Regions from separate parts of the Zea mays genome. Here region 1 is linked to region 2. A link is a contact called in public Hi-C data. All regions are on one chromosome and are shown on one strand. Each heading gives the region's core, a stretch centred on a gene start, on an enhancer-like site or on the middle of the called end of the contact. The rest is flanking DNA. Distances are from core to core; before and after follow the strand shown.

The links. Hi-C and Micro-C count contacts between places; a contact is called where the count stands out from the background.
Region 1: a contact with region 2 is called in a Hi-C map of leaf, with 6 times the contacts expected there. The contact joins the promoter of LOC100191931 here to the promoter of LOC103626108 in region 2. A contact is called at or near these places in 5 of 25 Hi-C or Micro-C datasets (ear, endosperm, leaf and 2 more).

The regions. Positions count from the first base shown.
Region 1 is chr5:23,898,457-23,901,772 of Zm-B73-REFERENCE-NAM-5.0, reverse strand. It overlaps LOC100191931 (SAUR56-auxin-responsive SAUR family member), which reads right to left and starts at 1,724. Exons shown (of 2, transcript NM_001352152.1): 1 at 993-1,724; 2 at 35-377. The coding sequence starts at 1,412. The coding sequence ends at 1,020. LOC111589304 (a long non-coding RNA gene) reads left to right here. Exons shown (of 2, transcript XR_002748318.2): 2 at 221-453.
Region 2 is chr5:23,752,932-23,756,714 of Zm-B73-REFERENCE-NAM-5.0, reverse strand. LOC103626108 (CDPK-related kinase 3) reads right to left here and starts at 2,390. Exons shown (of 11, transcript XM_008646484.3): 1 at 1,533-2,390; 2 at 1-103. The coding sequence starts at 2,171.

The DNA of each region.
Region 1 (3,316 bases), core at 475-2,974, 150 kb before region 2:
TTCTGCAAGATATGACAAGTGGATGAATGTCTTTAATAAACCATTCGTATCATCAGTTAAAATAGTTCTTCATACATTATCAAGTAGTGGATGTACTGTCCGTCGATCAAGATGCAGTTCTATGTATTAATTACAAAAAAAACACGCCTTTTGCATTTACGTGATGAGAGAGCTGGAGACATTATTGGAGGAAGCAACTTATGGTTGGCTATTATTGCAGGCTCAGTAACACGCTCAAATCTGGAAGCAGCTAAGGAGCCTCCGCCTCGTCATGAATCATTTGCTGGAGGCTAAAGAATAGCCGATGCTTGCAAGTCAGCGCGCAAATCCCATTCTCTTTGTTTTAACTCCAGAAGTTCTACACCGCCATCAATTATCTGTAAAGTGCGTGTTAAATTTTTTGGATACTACATTAGATGTACCCCCAGGTTGAGATCAAGAATAGGTCTGTGGCAACTTCAGTGTAAGTATAGGTAAATTATATAAGCTGAACTGACTTCAGTGACAAAACAAAGATAAAAAAAAATCTAGGCGAGAAATAAATTTAAGCGGACACACCAACGACATAAACAAAAAAAAACAAAAAAAATGCAAACTATGGGGCTTGAACCCATGACCACATGGTTAGAAACCTTGTGCTCTACCAAGTGGGCTAGATGGGCTTTGTGCTAATGTCTGCAACAAATATTTTAATAACACAACCGAGCTCGGCGCCAAGATCTGTGGCGCCGAGCTCGGTTCCACGTCGACGCCACGCGTCTGGGGTGTGCCAACGCAACACGACCTCGGCGCCATAGCCTATGGCGCCGAGCTGTGTTAGCTCGGCGCCATAGCCTATGGCGCCGAGCAAAGGGTGCAAAACTGCATTTAAAATTTTTTTAGGTCTAAATGTGATTTTACTTCTGTTTAAGGGCTAAAATACAAAAAATTCGGGGGAAAAGGACGACGAGCCAAACCAAAGTGCTAGTTAATCAACCAAAGCAAGCAACCACCTCGCTCGACGCGCGGCCCGCCGTCGATCAGGCGCGGAAGCAGCCAACGAAGCGCGGCAGGTGCAGGTGGTGGTGCTGGTGGTGGTGGTGCGCTCCGCCGCCGCTTGCCAGGGCGCCGTCGAGGTCCACGAGGTGCTGGGCGCAGCTGGTCCCGCGGAGGTCCTGGCCGATGAGGTGCTCCACCTGGACGAAGCGGTCGACGCGGCAGGGGATGGCGAGGGCGCCCTGGTGCCGGAAGCCGTACTCGCGCTCGGCCTCCTCCAGCAGCGCGCCGAAGAGCGGGTGCTTGAGGTGGCCCAGCGGGACCGCGAACCGGCGCTGCTCCTCGCCCTCCAGGCCCACGCGCACCGTCACGCACCCCTTGGGCGCCACCGCCGCCAGCTGCTGCTGCTGCTGATGATGATGATGCCTGCCGGGCATGATGGTCACCAGGAAGGAGCTCGGTGTTCTTTTTGCTTGCTTGTGGTGGTTGCTCGATCAGGAAGGAGGACGAAGAAGCCGGCCGGCCGGGGGCTGATGGTGGTTACAGGCAGGAAGAGAAGGGCCAGGGGTCGGAGCTGGAGATGGCGAGGCGGAAGACGGTGAGGGAGGAATCGCGGAGGGAGGTGGGCACGTTGGACATGGCCTACTCCTCCACTTTGTCTCTTCTCAACGACGACGACGGCGGTGATTCGGGTCGGGTCTGCCTCTGCCTCCCTTGTGGATTCTGTTTGTTTGCGGTGCCGAGCGAGGGAGGTTGGGAGGCGAGGGCCACGCCTTTTATAGCCCCCGCGCACGCCGCCAAGTGGGCCCGCGAGGTCCCGTGCGCCGTGTGTGTCTCATCGAGCCGAGCCAGGGCCAGGGAGCTGGGGCGCCGTGGAGACAGTGCGCGTCGCGGCCCGCGCCGCGCTGTATCTCAAAACCATAATTTTGCAATACCATAGTTTTAGAATGCTATGACATGACTACATTATTTTTTCTACAGCAGTTTAACTCAGGACATGTTTGAAGACAAAGTGTTTCTTACATCAGTTTCCATTCAAAACAGAGGTAGAAGAAAATGCTAAGTACTCTGCATATTTCAGAGCACCTGCTAACGGCGTCGCATATTTCAGAATGCTGAAACATGGAAAATCTACAGAATAAAAAAAACCTCCTCGGAGCAATCCACTGTTGCATAACAGCACAGTCAAGAATTAGATTATAGCTTTGATGCACATATATCTAAAGCAGCAAAATATTACGACTGCGTACGTAAAATAAAATTCCAGATGCCATGGTTTGTTTGTCTAGCTATGCAACTACGGCACAACATTTATCAAAAGTTCTCCAAAAATGACATATCAGAAGTCCACCCGTATCCTGCTTTCCTAAATCTGAAAGAAAACCCAACTTGAGCACTTTCATCAAACAAGGTTTAAAAAGTTAAAAAATAAATAAATAGGCAAGATTATTTGCCTTTATGGCCTCGTTGAATCATGATATGGTTTTCCCAAGTGTTGACTATGACCATTGAATTCAGGTTATGGTTTTACAAGTATTGACTATGACGACGGAAGAAGAGAACTGCAATACTCTTCTCTGCTCTCTCTCTCTCCTTGTTAAATGTGGATTGTTTATATATCTTCTAACCATAGACTGCACGATAGGTTAGTAGTGAATGCAACAAGAGAGATGTGGAGAATTTTCTTTCTATGGAAAGAGAAGAGATGAAGGAATGGAGATTGTGAAGGAGTGCTCAGCTAGTAATTCTTCTCATAAACGTACACATATCCACACTTTTATTCCTATAGGAAAGAAGCATGTCGAAGAACTTCTCCAAGGCCATAAACTATAACCTAAGTAGGAACTTTCGCATGGAAATGAAAGTTTTTTCAAGCTCATAGGGTCCTTCATGACAAGATTCTTCTTGCAAATAGTAGAGAAGTTTCAGTTGAAGAAGAATTGACTATTTTTTCTATTTTGCCTTTCAATAAAATGCAAGTAATCGCTCAGTTCAAGAACGATTTTAGCATAGTGGTAAGATTGTTAGTCTATACTTCAATGTTGTTCTTGAGGCCATCATTTCATCGTCACCAAGGTTGATACAATTTCCCTCAATAAACACTCCAATCTAAATTTCTAGCAATTCCAAGTTCATGCCATATTTTAAGGTAAGTTAGAAATGATTATGCTATTTTATTTGCTTGTGTATTGTTGTTAGTAACCTCTTATTTTTAGGATTGTATTAGAGCAATCAATGGAACTCATGTACGGATGTACCTAACACCATTCCTCCTAGTTTTCAAGATTCGTACCATAATAGAAAGGATAATATATCATAGAATGTAATGGTTGCATGTGAT
Region 2 (3,783 bases), core at 1,141-3,640:
CCTCACAAGCATCATAAAACTTGACAAGATTGGAATGTCCAGATAACGCCTTCAAAATTTTCACCTCTCTGCGCACATCCTCAATAGATATTGCTGTTGTCATCTGCAAGAGAAAACCAAAGGATTGAGGTGACTTTTGTAAATTAAAATAGGAAATCTAGGCCAAGAGATATTTTTCCCCTGGTGCATTGAGCTAGGAAGTGTGAACTAGTGCTAACTGATGGGTTGTCTAAGAGAAACCTTAATCTTAATTGGAAAAAAAACTTTGAGCATCTATTAGCTCTACGCTCAAAAAGCATATACCATGTATGTGTGTAGTGGTAACAAGTAATAAAATTGCATGCAATGCAAATAAAGAACTATATAGAAGGAAGAAATACATTGGACTCAATAAATACATCTCCTGCTCAAATAATTTCACTAGCACAAGCAAAAATTGCAGCACACCAAAATAGTCATTAATTGATTTTTGTCGTAACGCTCACAAAAACGACAATATTGCATGAAAACGTCAATGCAGCCATGCACGTAGAATTTTGTTGTGTCACCTATAGTATATTAGGTTTTCTCGGCAACTTGCTCACAAACATTTTAGATGCCAAGCAAAACTGAGATCAAAATTTAAACAGTTCAACAATCAGGATAATGTCAGTGGAAAGCAATTCCCAATAACAACATGTTCTCAGCTTTGGCGCCAAAAAATCTAAAAGAGACATTTCTTTACTTCCTACACTTTTCGCTATCTTTTCTTCTACTTATGATCATATAACAAAATGATGCAGAATGGACTAAGGGGGTGTTTGTTTGGGATTATAATCCTCCTAGATTATATAATCTAACTTATTTTGAACTAAGTGCTAGTTCAAAATAAGTTGGATTATATAATCTGAGTAGATTATAATCCCAAACAAACAGGCCATAAGGGACTACAGAACTCATGGCAGTGAACAACAATATGATGGAGATGCTGCAGAAGTCCAGCTCCACTGACGAGTTCCCTGAGGTCTCACAAAGAACTCAGTCACTGCCAAGCTACTGATCTAACACTGCATAAGCTACTATTCCATAATAGCTTAAAGAAAGAACAAGAAAGCAAGGAACAGGGGATAGATGGATGAACAGCTGAACACTCAGATCATATAAACAGGCAAAGCATTAAATGCGCCATTGCTGAAACAGGATCTCTACAATGTACTTCTAACCCTGCGGGGAAATGCCAATACCATGGCAAAAAAAAAAAAAAAAAAAAAAAAACTGATCACCGTGCAAGGCAGCCAAGAAACAAATGATGAACTTATGATTGCAACATCTGTGCTAGTGGCAATGCAGAGTTACTGGATTATTGTTGTGAAACTAACAACCAAACCATGGTGTACTAAGCGAGAGTTAAAAAGATCAAGACAGGACGGCAATTCTACACCCCCAAACACACACATAGTTGGTTCATGATCCGCTGGAGAAACCGAGGCCATTGAAACTGGTAAGATCGCGCGTTCAGTAAAAGAGTGGTGTGAGATCACGAGTAGCAAGACCTTGGCTTTGGAGATGACCTTGACAGCCAGGACCTGGCCTCTCATGTCTCCCTTGCGGGCACGCACGAGGCAGGTGTGTCCGAAATGGCCGCGGCCCACCTCCTTCCCTAGCTCGTACTTGGCGGCGAACTGGCGGTCGTAGCCGAAGCTCTTGTCAAGCTCCCGCTGCCCAGCGCCACCCCCGGCGCCTCCCGCCCCGTGCTCCTGGATCGGGACCTCGACGGGCGGCATGGGCACCTGCGACGCGGAGGCCGGCGACCGGTGGCCGAGCCGGCGCGCGAGGGACGCCTTGATGTGCTTGGCCGGGGACGGCGGCGGGAACGGGCGGCGGAAGAATCGGCGCGGCGTGGACACCGAGGTCGCCGGCGACGGCGCGATGCCATCGGGGAGCCCGGGCGCCCAGGGGCTGCCGGCCGCCGACGACCGCGCCGGCGTCGCCCCGGCCCCGGCCCTGCCCCCGCGCGGCGTCCCCGCCGGCGACGGCCGCGCGCTCCGCCTCCCTCCTCCTCGTCCTCCCCCTCCCCCTACCGACGCCGCATCCTCCGGCCCTCCCGCCGCCGAGACCGTGATGGTGGTCGCCCCCACGCCGCCGTCGTCGGCGTCGACGCCGTGCACGTTCCTCGCGTAGCACTGCCCCATGGCCGCCGGCCGGTCCCGGCGATCACCGGAGCTCGCGCACGGGAATGCGGGGTCCGGTAGCCGGGGGGCGCCGAGATTTATAGCTCCGGAAGCGTGCGAGGAGAGGGGAACGGGGGGCGGGGAGTGGCAGTATTAATGCAGTGGACGAGGGGGCGACGAGAAGGAAGGCAGTGGAGGGTGGTGTGACGAAACCAAACGGGAACTGAAGAGGGAAAAAATGAATTGCGGCAGCAGCAGACCCCGCATTGGACGCGTTGAGGGTGACGGACTGCGCCTGCCGCCTGCGCGTGTGGGCTGCGCGGCCGGGGGTGCGGGGGGGCTCGCGTGACGGGAGACAAGGGACGAGGGGGCTCGTCGAACCGTCGAAGTGCATGACGCGTGGAGCCATTTTCAATTGAGTGGAATCGGCCCACATGGCGGTGTCCGAGGGCCTGAACATTTCGTGTGTTCTGTGGTGAGTATTTGGCACGATCCCGTCGAAATTTGAACTTGGCCGTGGACCCGTGGTTGAGATATGGAAATGCTCGCTCCTACGGGCGTTGAAATTTGAAAGAAATAGACTACATTTCCAAGTGTCTGCTAGCTTTAATCCTAATAATAGCACAATATATATGGCGTGGATGTTTGTTTGTTTCGTCTTGTAATAGATGGTGGTATTCCATTGTTTGTCATTTTTATCAAAATGTGTGCTTTAATAACTTACCTTTGCATTTTGATTTAAGAAAGTCACCATCCTTGTATTTTGTCGGATCGATACCGACAAATCGTTATTCTTTTGTGGACATACCGTTACGTGCTAATGCCACGACGAGCAAACTTTTATTTTGTCGGATTGATACCGACAAATCATTATCCTTTTTGTGGATAGACCGTTATGCGCTAACGCCACGACGAGCAAACCTAGATCTGCCACTAGCACGTGGGAATACGCCAACATAGGTGGCATCGATAATGTAGGTAAATTTTATGACACTTTCAGCTAGATTCATCCTTTGGTGGATGACAGTAGCTCCTCTATAGAATCTAATAGTTGTCTTATGAATCATAGAATAACTCAATATTGTTCTATATCATGCTCTAAACTAATTGAAGTTACGCACAAATATACCTCTATGTGTATTATTCGTCCAATGGGTATGTAGTAATAGGCTTTCCAGTTTTACATTAAGGTGATTGATTCGCATCAACTTCATAGCATTACCACGAAAACCAGTTGGATCATAAAAGCAAGAGTGATGGCCATGGAGCAAGAGTGATGGCCATGGAGTTTTTATATATCGTGGACGCGGCACCATCTCTTTCAAACTAAACCTGACAATGTATAGCGGTCTACATCGGTGCATGGACCAATTTTGTCGTTGCCCCTGAAGAGCTACTAGTGAAGTTTATGATGTAAAAATAAAGACGGAAGAAACAACCACAATTCAAATTCGGATCTATGCATGTTGTGTGTTGATCTTTTTTTAGATATATAATAAGAATCAACGACCTTCACCTCAACAGAGGGTCCGCACCTCTTATTACATACAAGAAATCTGACTCACAACCATCATGCAGTATGAGAACTACAACTAGCGCAAAAAATTAAACAGTGATAAGATTTGTGAACCGC